2 separate regions of the Sus scrofa genome follow, and region 2 is linked to region 1. Evidence: chromatin contacts called from public Hi-C data. All regions are on one chromosome and are shown on one strand. The core of a region is the stretch at or near the end of the contact, and the rest is flanking DNA. Distances in the headings are between cores, read along the strand shown. Region 1 overlaps EHBP1 (EH domain-binding protein 1). Region 2 has its middle 58 kb from the start of TMEM17.

Region 1 (6,494 bases), core at 3,075-5,574:
TCATTTCTAGTGATCGGTCTGTTCAGTTGATCTGTTTCTTCTTGCTTCAGTTTTGGCAGACCAAAATTGTCCATTTCTTCGAGGTTGTCAAATTTGTTGGCATGTAATTGTTCATAGTATTCTCTTATGGTTTTTTGTATTTCTGTAGTATCCGTTGAGATTTCTCCTTTTACATTTATTATTTTGTTTATTTGGGGGTTTTTTCCCTCTCCTTTTCTTGGTGAATCTGCCCAAAGGTTTGTCAATTTTGTTTACCCTTTCAAAGAACCAGCTCTTGGTTTTATTGATTTTTTTTTCTATTATTTTTTGAATCTATTTTATTTATTTCCTCTCTGATCTTTATGATTTCCTTCCTTCTGCTGACTCTAGGTTTTGTTTGTTCTTCTTTTTCTGGTACATTTAGATGGTGTGTTAAGTTGTTGATTTGAGGTTTTTCTTTTTTGAGGAAGTTCTGTGTCGCTATGAACTTGCCTCTAAGTGCTGCTTTTGTGGCATCCCATAGATTTTGAATGGTTGTCTTCATTATCATTTGTCTCAAGGTATTTTTTAATTTCCTTTTTAATTTCCTCATTGACCCATTGGTTTTTTAGTAGCATGTTGTTTAGTCTCTGCCTAGTCAGTTTCTTTTCCCATGGTTGATTTCTAGTTTTGTTCCACTGTGGTAAGAGAATATACTTGAAATAATTTCTATACTCTTAAATTTGTTGAGGTTAGTTTTGTACCCCAGTATGTGGTCAGTGCTTGAGAATGTTCCATGTACACTTGAAAAGAATGTATATTCTGATTTTTTTGGATGTACTGTCCTGAAAATGTCAATTAAGTCTAACTTTTCTATTGTGTCATTTAGATCTCTGTTGCCTTATTGATTTTCTGTCCAGAGGATCTGTCCATTGATGTGAGTGGGGTGTTAAAGTCTTCTACTGTTACTGTATTCCCATCAGTTTCTCCTTTTGTGTCTGTTAGTTTTTTTTTTTTTTTTTTTTTTTTTTTTTTTAAGGGCCATGCTCACAGTATATGGAGGTTCCTAGGTAGGAGTCCATTCAGAACTGTATCTGCCAGCCTACACCACAGCTCACAGCAATGCCGGATCCTTAACCCACTGAGCGAGGCCAGGGGTCAAACCTGCATCCTCACGGATATTAGTTGGGTTCATTAACCACTGAGCCATGATGGAACTCCAGTGTTTGTTGTATGTATCTGAGTGCTCCTATACTAGAGACATATATATTGATGACTGTAATATCCTCTTCTTGAGTGGATCCTTTTATCATTAAATAGTGTCCTTCTTTGTTTTTCTTTATGGCTTTCATTTTAAAGTCTATTTTGTCTGATAGGAGTATTGTAACTCCTGCTTTCCTGTCTTGTCTATTGACATGAAATATCATTTCCCATCCCCTCACTTTCAATTTCTATGTGTCCTTTGCCCCAGGGTGAGTCTCTCATAGACAGCATATTGTAGGCTCTTGCTTTTTTATCCAGTCTGCTACTCTGTGTCTTCTGATTGAAGCACTCAGTCCATTGACATTTAAGGTAATTATTGATAAACATGTGTTTTCTATTTTAAACCTTGTTTTCCAGTTGATTCTATATTTCTCCTTTGTTCTTTTCTTTCTTTAGTTGGATGATTTTCTTTTATTTTACTCTTGTGTCCTTTTCTTTTTAGTTTTTGTGAATGTAATGTTTGGTTTTGATTTGTGGTTGCCCTGTTTTTCAAGTATGTTAACCCATTCCAATATCTGCTTGCTTTAGCCTGATAGTCATATAGGCTGAAATACAGTGTTTTAAAAAAGAGTCTAGATTTCCTTACTTTCCTACCCCCCTTTCTATGATTTTGAAGTCTTTTTTTTTAACATCTTCTTGTTTGTCCTTTTGCTGTTCCTTGTATTTATTGTCACTCTCACAATTTTTTTTTTCTTTTTCCTTTTCAATCTGTATACTGGCTTATTTAAGTGATTGCTTTCCAATTGTGATTTCCTCCATCCTATTTCTTCATACTTCTTTTTTATTTAGATAAGCTCTTTCAGTATTTCTTTTAGAACAGGTTTAGTATTGCTGTACTCTTTTTTTTGTTTGTTTGTCTGTTGGCAAAATTCTTAATTTCTCCTTGTATTTTAAATGGTATTCTTCCTGGGTAGAGTATTCTAGGCTGCAAATTTTCCCTTTTAGAACTTTGAATATATCTTGCCCCACCCTCTTCTGGCCTGTAGTGTTTCTGTAGAGAAATCAGCTGATAGTCTTATGGGTGTTCCCTTATAATTAATGCTTTGTGTTTCTCTTGCTGCCTTTAGAATCCTTTCTTTAACTTTTCATATTTTTATTATAATATGTCTTGGTGTGGGCCTATTTGGGTTCATCTTGTTTGGGGCCCTCTGTGCTTCCTGTATCTTGATATCTGTTTTCTTTAGATTTGGAACGTTTTTAGCCATAATTTATTCCAATATATTTTCAATCCTCTTTTCTTTTTCTTCTCCTTCTGGAGTCCCTATTATGTGTAGATTGGCCCACTCTATATTATCCTATAAATCTCTTATATTGCTTTCATGTTTTTTCCTTTGGTTTTCCGTCTGCTGTCCTGAGTGGTTGAGTTCCCCATTCTATCTTCTAAGTCACTAATTCATTCCTCTGCATTATTCATTCTGTTCTTTAGTTCCTTTAACTCAGTTTGCACTAACTTGACAATGAATTTTCTAATTTTTCTTGCTTCCTCCTTATATTTTCTAGTTCCTTTAGAGCCACAGCAATGTGGGATCCGAGCTGCGTCTGCAACCTACACCACAGCTCATGGCAATGCCGGATCCTTAACCCACTGAACAAGGCCAGAGATCGAACTCACAACCCCATTGTTCCTAGTCGGATTCATTAACCACTGTGCCATGACGTGAACTCCTATATCTACTCTTAATTCCTTCATAGTCACCCTTAATTCCTTCAGTATTTTTACTGTCTCCCTTTTGAACTCAGTGTCTATTAGACTGCGGAGGTCTCTTTCACTGTTTGCTGCTTCAGGTGAATTCTCCTGTTCTTTTAACTGGAAATGGTTCCTGAGCTTCTTCATTTCGCTTATACTTTTTTTTTTTTTTTTTTTTTTTTTTTCTGTGAGTTTAGGGAAACCAACTACTGTAGTCTTGGAGGGCTGTTTCTTTGTAAACACGCCCATTTGTGTTTTGTGGGGTTTACTGTATATTTTTGGCTGGGAGTTTGGATATTTGCTACCTCTTTCTTCAGTATGAGCAGGCTGTTATCCTCTTGATAGGTGCTGAGTGTGTTTCCCAGGGAGAAGGAGATAGTAGTAGGGCAAGGAGGCAGTAGTTAGGGCTAGTAGTCAGTGCCTGGTTGCTGGGCTCTTGACAGTAGCACAGACCTGCAGGAAGGTGGTGTAGGATACTCCTAGTTGCAGGGCCCTGGGAAGTAGTAATGAGCCTCAGGCAGACTTAGGCCGTGTCCAGAATATTTGGCAGTGGCATGGCAGAGAGTAACAACAGCTGGTGTTTGGTTAAAGTGCTCTCCTCTGTGGTGCTCTCTGAGGTGATTGGGGCTGTAAGTGGTACCTGTTCATGGACCCTTATTGGTGGTGGGCCATGCCCACCTCTGGAGTCAGAGTAACTGTGGTGGTTTCCCCCTGCCACCTGTGTACCACACAAGAAGCACCCTGTCCCTCTTAGCCCACACAGGAGCTGCTGCACAGGCTGCTCCTAGTTGCAGGGTCCTGGCAAGTGAGAGTGATCAAGCATGTGTGGGTGTTGCACAGAGTGTTTGGCACTGGCAGCAGTGGGGCAGGTCTGTTCCCAGGGGAGTGAGAGCATCAACGGGTGGTGCTCAGTTGCAGTGCCCTGTTTTTGCCGACCTCTGAGTTAACTGAGGCCACAGGTGGAGCCTATTCACAGACCCCTAGTGGTGATGGGCCACATCCCCTTCCCCTTCTGGTTTTTGAGATGACTGCTCTGGTTTGTTCCCATCACCTGCAGATCATGCAAGAGGTGCCATGTCATGCTTAGCCCCTTGCTGTCTTCAACACACACAAGAGGTGCCTGGCCACCCATAGCCCACACAAAAGGTATCTAGTCTCCTGAAGCCTGAGCAAGTGGCCTCTCACCACCAGTAGCCTGCACCAGAGGTGCCCCACCATCTGAGAGCCTATGTGTGCTCAGGGAAAGAGATTCCTATGGCAGTCTGCCCCTCCTCTTCTTGCCCTCCCCAACAACAGTGCCTTGTTTCTCCTATGGGCCCAGACCTCTTCCCAGGTTCTTTCGGCTGTAGCGTTCTGCTCCCCAGCCCATGGCACACTTCTCCTTAGCCCCTCAGCCCATCTGTCTCCACACAGCCAATCCTAGTGCTCTCCCCAGAACTGACCTCTGGAGCCTGAGTCTCAGTGCCCAGTCCCTGCCTGAGCATCTCAGGCTGTGGTGTCCGGGGCAGTGGTGCAGATGATCTGCTCTCACTCTGCTTTGCCCTCCTCAGTCCAGCTGCTTTCCTTTCTCAGCAACTTTGAGGTCCCTCCAACTTGGCTGATCTCTGCTTCGGTTAGGTGGCTTCCCAGGGTGCAGGTTCCTTTTCTCTTTCATAGCTCCCTCTCAGGAGTGCTAGTCTTATCCTGATTTCTTTTCTCTCTCTCTCTCTCTCTTTTTTTTCTTTTGTTCTACCCAGTTATGTGGAGGATTTCCTGCCCTTTTAGGAGGTTTAAGTTCTTCTGCCAGTTTTCAGTAGATGTTCTGTGTGAATTGTTCTACATGTAGATGTGGGTTTTTTTTAATGTGTTTGTGGGAGAAGATGAGCATAACATCTCACACCTCTGCCATTTTGATCAGTTTCTTCTTTTAAAGAATGAATTTGCCTTTGAGTTCTAGATCAGAGACTGATTAAAAAAATATCCTAATAAGATTTTTATTCAAGAGTTCCTGTTGTGTCTCAGTGGGTTAAGAACTTGACTAGTATCTGTGAGGACGTGGGTTTGATCCCTGGCCTTGCTTAGTGGGTCAAGGATCCGGCGTTGCTGTGAGCTGCAGTGTGGGTTGCAGACACAGCTTGGATCTGGCATTGTTGTGGCATAGGCAGCAGTTGTGGACTCCTAGCATGGGACCTTCCATATGCCACAGATACAGTCCTAAAAAGAAAAAAAAAAAGGCACATCATTTTTGCCTCCGTGTGTGTGTGTGTGTGTGTGTGTGTGTGTGTGTGGGTGTGTGGGTGTGTGTGTGTGTGTGAGAGAGAGAGAGAGAGAGAGGGGATAAAGGTTTGTTTACAGTTAGTAATCTGTAGCTACCATGTGATATAGTACTGTCCACGGCCTAAGTTTAATGCTTGAAAAGTTTTATTTGACTAATCATTTTTGTTTTAGGGAGATGGATCTTTTGGATCATTAAATAGGGTCAATGTATTTTTGTAAATTATCAACATTGCATTTCCTGTTCTTTAGATTGAAGCCATTATTTTCATTCTGGTAGGCTCACAGCTGGCAGCCTGGAATAAAAAATCCATACCGTGGTGTTGTGGTATGGCCTGTTCCTGAAAACATTGAAATCACTGTGACACTTTTCAAGGTAAGTTCCATTTTTATAAGTAACAGAAATTATTGTATAATCATGGTTCTAGATGATGGAATATTTCCGTATCTGTTGTCCTGTACATTTGGGTCCAATCTGGTACACTAATATGCACTATTTTTAGAGATACAGCAATTTATAACAATGCAAGGATATCAGGGTGTTTCTTGGTCAATAAAGTCTGAATAAATTTGGGAGTCTTTTTGAATTTATTCTAGTTAAGCTCAAATGGAGTAAAGTACTTTTTCTGTGGAAAGCTGAGGTTTGTGGAATTCTTAGTCCTGAGTTTCATTTTGTTAGCCTTGTTTGACTAATAATATGTTTTTAAATTACCATATGATAAATGTTTTATTGATGTTAATATAAGTTTAAAGGTTATATTTGATAAATATTTACTGATATTAATATTTTATAAATACTGTAGCTTAAAATCAAAATTCTGGTAATAAATTCCAAGTGCAAATCCAAAAACATAGTGTGCCTATACCTGACTCTTTCATATGTATGTTTTTTCTTGAATGTCTTTCGTATTTCTTGAAACATAATAAAATAGTCCTTACACATGACAGTTAAGAACTAAATATTTACTTTCCTAACTCCTTATTTGCTAAAAAAAAAAAAGATGAGGACAAGTATGTCTCAGTTTCAGCCTTCTTGCAAGTGGTGAGATTAGGAAACAAATGTGTTATTTCTTCTTTGAATCATTCCAATTGTGTCAGAGTTAGTTGTGCAGAAGGATAGAATGAAGAAAGACATCTCATTAAGCTGCCTTAATTAACTTAACTAAGGTTTTCTGAAAACCCACTAAAAATCCACCAAATATTTTAGGATATGAAATCTAAGTGGGCAAGTTATATGGCTTAGAGTATGAAAAAGTGTGTTTCAAAAGTAAAAAGGTGGTTTTGATTTTGTAATCCAGTATATTCATTTGTTCTGGAACTACAGCAGGGATCA
Region 2 (6,407 bases), core at 758-3,257, 170 kb before region 1:
TAGATAAGTAGATAGATTTGGAAGGGTGTCCCTGATACCCTGTAAAGTGAAAATGCAAATTACAAAGAACATAGTTAAGGGAGTTCCCATTGTGGCACAGCAGAAATGAATCTGACTAGTATCCATGAGGATGCGGGTTTGATCCCTGGCCTCGCTCACTGGGTCAGGATCCAGTGTTGCCATGAGCTGTGGTGTGGGTTGCAGACACGGCTCAGATCTGGTGTTGCTGCAGCTGTGGCTGTGGCCAGCAGCTGCAGCTCTGATTCAGCCCCTATCCTGGGAACTTCCATATGCCATGGGTGTGGCCCTAAAAAGCAAAAAACAAAACAAAACAAAACAAGAACATAGTTAACATGCTACATATATATTTTTAAAGTAAGCAGATTAATGGCCCCTACATTCTATAAAAGCTCTGTAAGTGCTTCTGATTATAAAGACAAAGCAAACACACAAACAAAAACTCAAGAAATAAATGGTTAGTCACAGGCATTCGGGTTTACTTCTTGAGAAGGGTAATGGAGGTGAGGGGGTATATATAAATACGTACACACACACACACGCATATATATAGTATAAACGTTTGTGTTATTTGAATTGTTTACAAAAGACATGCATTAATTTTTAATTAAAAATGCAATGAAGACATTGATAAAAACAGCAACATAAAATAATTTGCTTCTTTTAAGACCTGGTACATTTCTTCTTTTCTTTTTTGTCTTTTTAGGGCTGCACCTCCAGCATATGGAAGTTCCCAGGCTAGGGGAACTGGAATTGGAGCTGGAGCTGCCAGCCTACACCACAGCTGCAGCAATGCCAGATCCAAGCCGCATCTGTGACCTAGGCTGGAGCTCAAGGCAACCTGGGATCCTCAGCCCACTGAGCAAGGCAAGGGATTAAACCCGAGTCCTCGTGGATACTAGTCGGGTTCATTACTGCTGATCCATGATGAGAACTCCCATTTCTTCTTTTCTATCAAAAAAATTCAAATAATGTACTTTCCTTCTTACCCTGGCTACCAGCAAATCCAGATTAAACTTTGCAGCATGAACCCAGCAATGACACTGACCTTTAAACCTAGAATATTTACATTTCCTTTTTGCTTTGGTCCTGTTTTTCTACTTCCAGTTAACTTTTCCCCAAAGCTTCCCGGGCTCATTTTTCAAAAGAGATAGGAATAGATTACACAGAAAGAGACAAACTCTGAATCCTTTACTCTGAGCAGCTCACATTTCCTTGTTAGAAACTCTACAGGGCTGAGGAGGGAAGGATTTGATTTACTATTTATACTTTATACTCTGATTATTCTCAAGTGGAATCTGAGGACAAGAATCGGTACTCCTGCAGCTGCATAAAACACTCGGCTCTACTTTGGAGTTTCACTTTGTCTCTGCTCCAAATTTAAGAGCTGCAAGGATAGTCAGGAGGCTCTTGTGGCAAGACTTGTCTTCATCCTGTAGATGGTGGGAAACCACTGAGGGTTTTCAAGCAAAGAACCTGGATTTTCACCTTGTTTGAAAAAAAAAAAAAAAAAAAAAGCTGGCAGAGGAAAAACAGATTGGCTTGGGGAAAGGCAGAGATGCTTTTTAAATATCTGTAGAGTGGTTGGGTGATTGATAGTTAAATGACCAAGGTAGTTTAAAAGCCTATTTATTTGAAGGGACTATGTACCATTTGTCAGTAGCTGGGTTGGTCGGAACAAGGGCTAGTTAGGTCCATATTGTAGGTTCAGTTAGATTCAAAAATGAAAAAAAAAAAAAAATGGAGTATTTGCCATTTGTGCTGCAATCTTTAAGCCAACAAGCCATTTAGTAAGAGGGGGGTGGGCTGCAAACAGCTGAGAGCAAAGACGTCTTTGTGGTCAGAAAAGAAGGGAAGGCATGCTTCTCACTAAGAAGTGAGAAAATTATCCAGATTCTAGTGAAAATTCTTGTCCCCACCCCTGGGAGGCACAGTCGCTCTCCTCTGGCAGTTTTCCTAAGAGTGCGGGATTCTTCCTTCAGTTCATTCTGCCCTCTCTCTCCCCTCCCCAAGGTCCGCCTGGACACATGTGCTGGGAGGCACTGCCTACATCTCGTGAGGGAGTCCACCTGTTTGGGGCTTCTTACTCACAGGAGCAGCCACCCACTCTTCTGGAACAGCAGGAGAGTGCCTTTCCCTGACACCTCCACCCCATCCCCACAGCCAACTCCAATCCCAGGTGTCCTGCTAATGTCCAGCCTTCCCCGAGCCCAGGGCCTCTCCTTAGTGTTTACTTGGCAGCAGGTGGTGGATCCAGAGGAGGGGAAGGACTTCACCGAAGTCAGAGTGCTTTTGTGGGTCAGAGTTTATTGCCTCAGGGGATGAAGCGACTCCCTCAAAGTGTAATTGCGTGAATACAAATACACACAGGCATTTTTTGGGAAAAGTATCAAAGGGATCAAGAACTCAAAAAGTGTTATCAAACTAGGATTGGTATTATGTGTGTATTGTATTTCAAATACATTGGGGCTAGGGGTTAATGGTTAAAATAAACATGCTGAAAAAAAAAAACCTTCAAGTTAAACCTCCCTCCTCCATGCCTGACAAACATGGGGCTACTCAATCCCTTTTCCCTTTTTAAATATAAATCTGAGGAATTCCCATTGTGACTCAGTGGTTAATGAACCTGACTAGTATCTGTGAGGATGTGGGTTCAATCCCTGGCCTTGCTCAGTGGATTAAGGATCCAGCATTGCCATCAGCTGTGGTGTAGGTCACAGATGCCACTTGGATTCCAAGTTGCTGTGGCCGTGGCAGAGGCCGGCAGCTACAGCTCCAATTAGACCTCTATCCTAGGAACCTCCTTGTGCCATGGGTGCACCCCTAAAAACACTATATATATATATAGATAGATAGATAAAAAACTATATATAAATAATAAGTAAATATATGCATATAGAAATTAAAAATACAAATATAAATCTGTAAGGAGTCCCTTTCTCACAGATACCCCCAGGCTTCTAGTAGAGCACTTTTTGTCTTTATTGATGTTTCCCCGTCTTTAATCCTCTTGGGAATATTTACTGTACAGAACAAGCTCTAGTATCGTAGCAGCAGATGAGGAACACAGGGAAGAATGTACGTTTATAGAGCTTAGCCACATGCCAGGCACCTTTTAAACTATGTCTTGGAGTTCCCGTTGTGGCTCAGCAGTAGTGAACCCAGCTAGTATCCATGAGGAATCAGGTTTGATCCCCAGCCTCGCTCAGTGGGTTAAGGATCTGGCATTGCTGCAAGTTGTAGTGTAGGTCACAGATGAGGCTCTGGTCCCGTGTTGCTGTGGCTGTGGTGTATGCCAGCGGATGCAGCATCTATTCAACTCCTAGCCCAGAAACTTCCATATGCTTCAGGTGCGGCCCTAAAAAACAAAAACAAAAAACAGCAACAACAACAACAACAGCAACAAAAACCCCACAACTGTGTCTTTTTAATCCGTATGCCTCCATTTCTCATATGAAGAAACAGAGGCAAAAGAGATCAAATAACTTGCCCAAGTCACAGCACTTGAATATAGATCTCAAAAACTCTTTGAGTCCAAAGTCAATACCTTTTCTATTCCACTAAGAGTTTCCTGAGGAAATTTTTTTTTTTTTATCCTTGGTAAAATTTGCATTTTAATCTTAAAACTTACTTCCTTTGGGGGCAAAATATGCTATCTCCTAAATCATCAGAATTATAGAAAATGAGAGCTCTGAACTCCCACTTTCCCCTGACTAATCTCCTTTCTTCTGGAGTTCTGTCTCTTCAGTGGGATCCTGTTCCACGCGGGAGGTATAGGACTTGAGGGCGTGCAGGAGGAAAGGGCTTGGATTGCAGTGGTAGAAGGCAAAGCAGTTTTACTTCTCACAGTGCTCAGATTAGCCTCCTTTTAGCATATCCCCTTGAGTATATGCTTAAGTTACATTATCAAAGGCCCCCTTCTGTCACCTTTGCCTTGATGTATGTCAAATCTCTGGAAGGGGCTGAGAGAAAAACCAAATTGTTTTGGTTAAGTATTTTTTGAAGAAGTGTATGGATATGAGAAAATGAATGTAGTGGGAAGAGATTTCCTAGCTTTAACCTAAAGCTAGGAAAGCTGAAATTTAGATGTGTCTGATGAACAGGTTGGATTGGGTATCTATTCTTATATGGGGAAAGAAGTTTCTGAGGAACCTTCTAAGAGATAACACATCTTGAGGAAAGAATAATGCAGGTAAACGTGACCCTAACAAAACTTGGGTGGCAGAAGGGGAGGAATTTGCATCTTAAGAGTTTACCACTGGAGTTCCCAGAGTGGCTCAGGGGAAACAAATCTGAGGGCTTTGGATTGCAGTGGTAGAAGGCAGAGCAGTATCCATGAGGTTGCAGGTTTGATCCTTGGCCTCGATCATTAGGTTAAGGATCCAGTATTGCATGAGGTGTGGTGTAGGTCACAGATGCCTACAAATGCTTGGATCCGGCATTGCTGTGGCTGTGGTGTAGGCCGGCAGCTACAGCTCCGATTTGACCCTTAGCCTGGGAACCTCCATATGCTTCAGATACAGCCCTAAAAAGACAAAAAAAAAAAAAAAGGGTTTGCTACTGCTGATTGGTTTTTTTTTGGTGAGTGGTTTTTTTTTGTCAGATATCCAAGTATCCCAGAAAAGAGAGTCCTGGATCCAACTTAGATAATGGCTTTCCCTAAGCCAATCAACTCTAGCCTACATGTGAGATCATGTAAGAATGTGTCAAATTCCGGAGTTCCCGTTGTGGCGCAGTGGTTAACGAATCCGACTAGGAACCATGAGGTTGCGGGTTCGGTCCCTGCCCTTGCTCAGTGGGTTAACGATCCAGCGTTGCCGTGAGCTGTGGTGTAGGTCCCAGACACGGCTCGGATCCCGTGTTGCTGTGGCTCTGGCGTAGGCCAATGGCTACAGCTCCGATTGGACCCCTAGCCTGGGAACCTCCATATGCCGAGGGAGCAGCCCAAAGAAATAGCAAAAAGACAAAAAAAAAAAAAAAAAAAAAAAGTGTCAAATTCTGAGATGGCCAAGCTGGGGTGGGGGCTGCTGAAGAAGAGGGAGAACTGGGCAGATAGCCCCATAGATGTTTATTATGTCAAGCCACTGAGGCCATGCCTGGGATTTGGGTTAGCTGTCACTGTTATGCCAGTGTACCGGCTCCAAGGTCAGTACATTTGAATCAGTTAAAACAAGGTCAGCAATTTTTAAAAGGCTAAATAAAGAAAGCCAGTGGGGTTCTCAGTGTAGATGGTGGATCGAACACATTTATAGTCATCCCAGTTGGGGTTGATTCTGGACCCTCCTAGATAGATGCCCAAGTCCCTTGCATTACATGGTGTTGTATTTGCAGATAACCTATATGTAACCTCGTGTATACTTTAACTTATCTCTAGATTACTTAGAATACCTCATGGTTGTAAATTCAATATAAATGCCATGTGAATATTTGCCATTGAGCAGAAAATTCAAGTTTTGCTTTTTGGAACTTTCTGGTAATTTTTTTTTCAATTTTTTTTTTGTTTTGTTTTTTTGCCATTTCTTGGGCCGCTCCCGCGGCATATGGAGGTTCCCAGGCTAGGGGTCTAATTGGAGCTGTAGCTGCCAGCCTACGCCAGAGCCACAGCAATGCGGGTTCCGAGCCGCGTCTGCAGCCTGCACTACAGCTCACGGCAACGCCGGATCATTAACCCACTGAGCAAGGGCAGGGATCAAACCCGCAACCTCATGGTTCCTAGTCGGATTCGTTAACCACTGCGCCATGATGGGAACTCCCCCTTTTCAAATATTTTTGATCCACAGTATGAATCCATGGATGTGGAGCCCGCAGACGGGGCGGGGGGGGGGGGTGGGGGGGGAGGGGCCCTTAATGTATTAGTTTCCAACTTCACTTCCTCCTGAAGCTACATTAAAGAGATATTTACAAAAGGTATAAACACACAAGTACAGGGAAAAATAGGAGAGTAAGTAAGAGAAAAAAGATTTGGGAAGCTAGAAAGCATACAGACAAGTGGTAACTAACTTGATAGGCCCAAGAAAGCTGGCTTCAAACCACAGAATCCTCAAAAGGCTCAGGAATTGGTAATACCAGGTACGCCCAGGACTGGGTAAAGGAGAGACCTTAAATAAGGAAGAAAAGCTACTTGAGATGCAGTTAGATTCCTAACTGCCTTTTTCCCTCTTCATGTCACCAGGTGACTATCCCTCCCCATCCTGAGAGAAAGCTGGAGGTTTTGTCTCTGTAGAAAGTAGATGATCCTAGATTGAGGGATGCTAGGCAGGGTTGAGAGCAGGGCTTCTTCCTGGTGGGAATGGGGGAATGAACCCATTTGTTACGATTCTCCAGACCTCTTCCCTCACTTGTTTCTCAGCCAGACGCTTATCCACCAGGCAGGAGATTGAAAAATTCTC

The links. A called contact is a pair of places that touch in the nucleus more often than the background predicts.
Region 2: a Hi-C map of liver shows a contact between it and region 1, with 1.5 times the contacts expected there. A contact is called at or near these places in 9 of 47 Hi-C or Micro-C datasets (embryonic fibroblasts, fibroblasts, heart right ventricle and 4 more).

The regions. Positions count from the first base shown.
Region 1 is chr3:79,185,016-79,191,509 of Sscrofa11.1, reverse strand. It overlaps EHBP1 (EH domain-binding protein 1), which reads left to right. Exons shown (of 25, transcript XM_021087470.1): 4 at 5,442-5,537. Among named protein-coding and RNA genes, the nearest start is that of EHBP1, 74 kb to the left of the region's middle.
Region 2 is chr3:79,354,266-79,360,672 of Sscrofa11.1, reverse strand. No RefSeq gene overlaps it. Among named protein-coding and RNA genes, the nearest start is that of TMEM17, 58 kb to the left of the region's middle.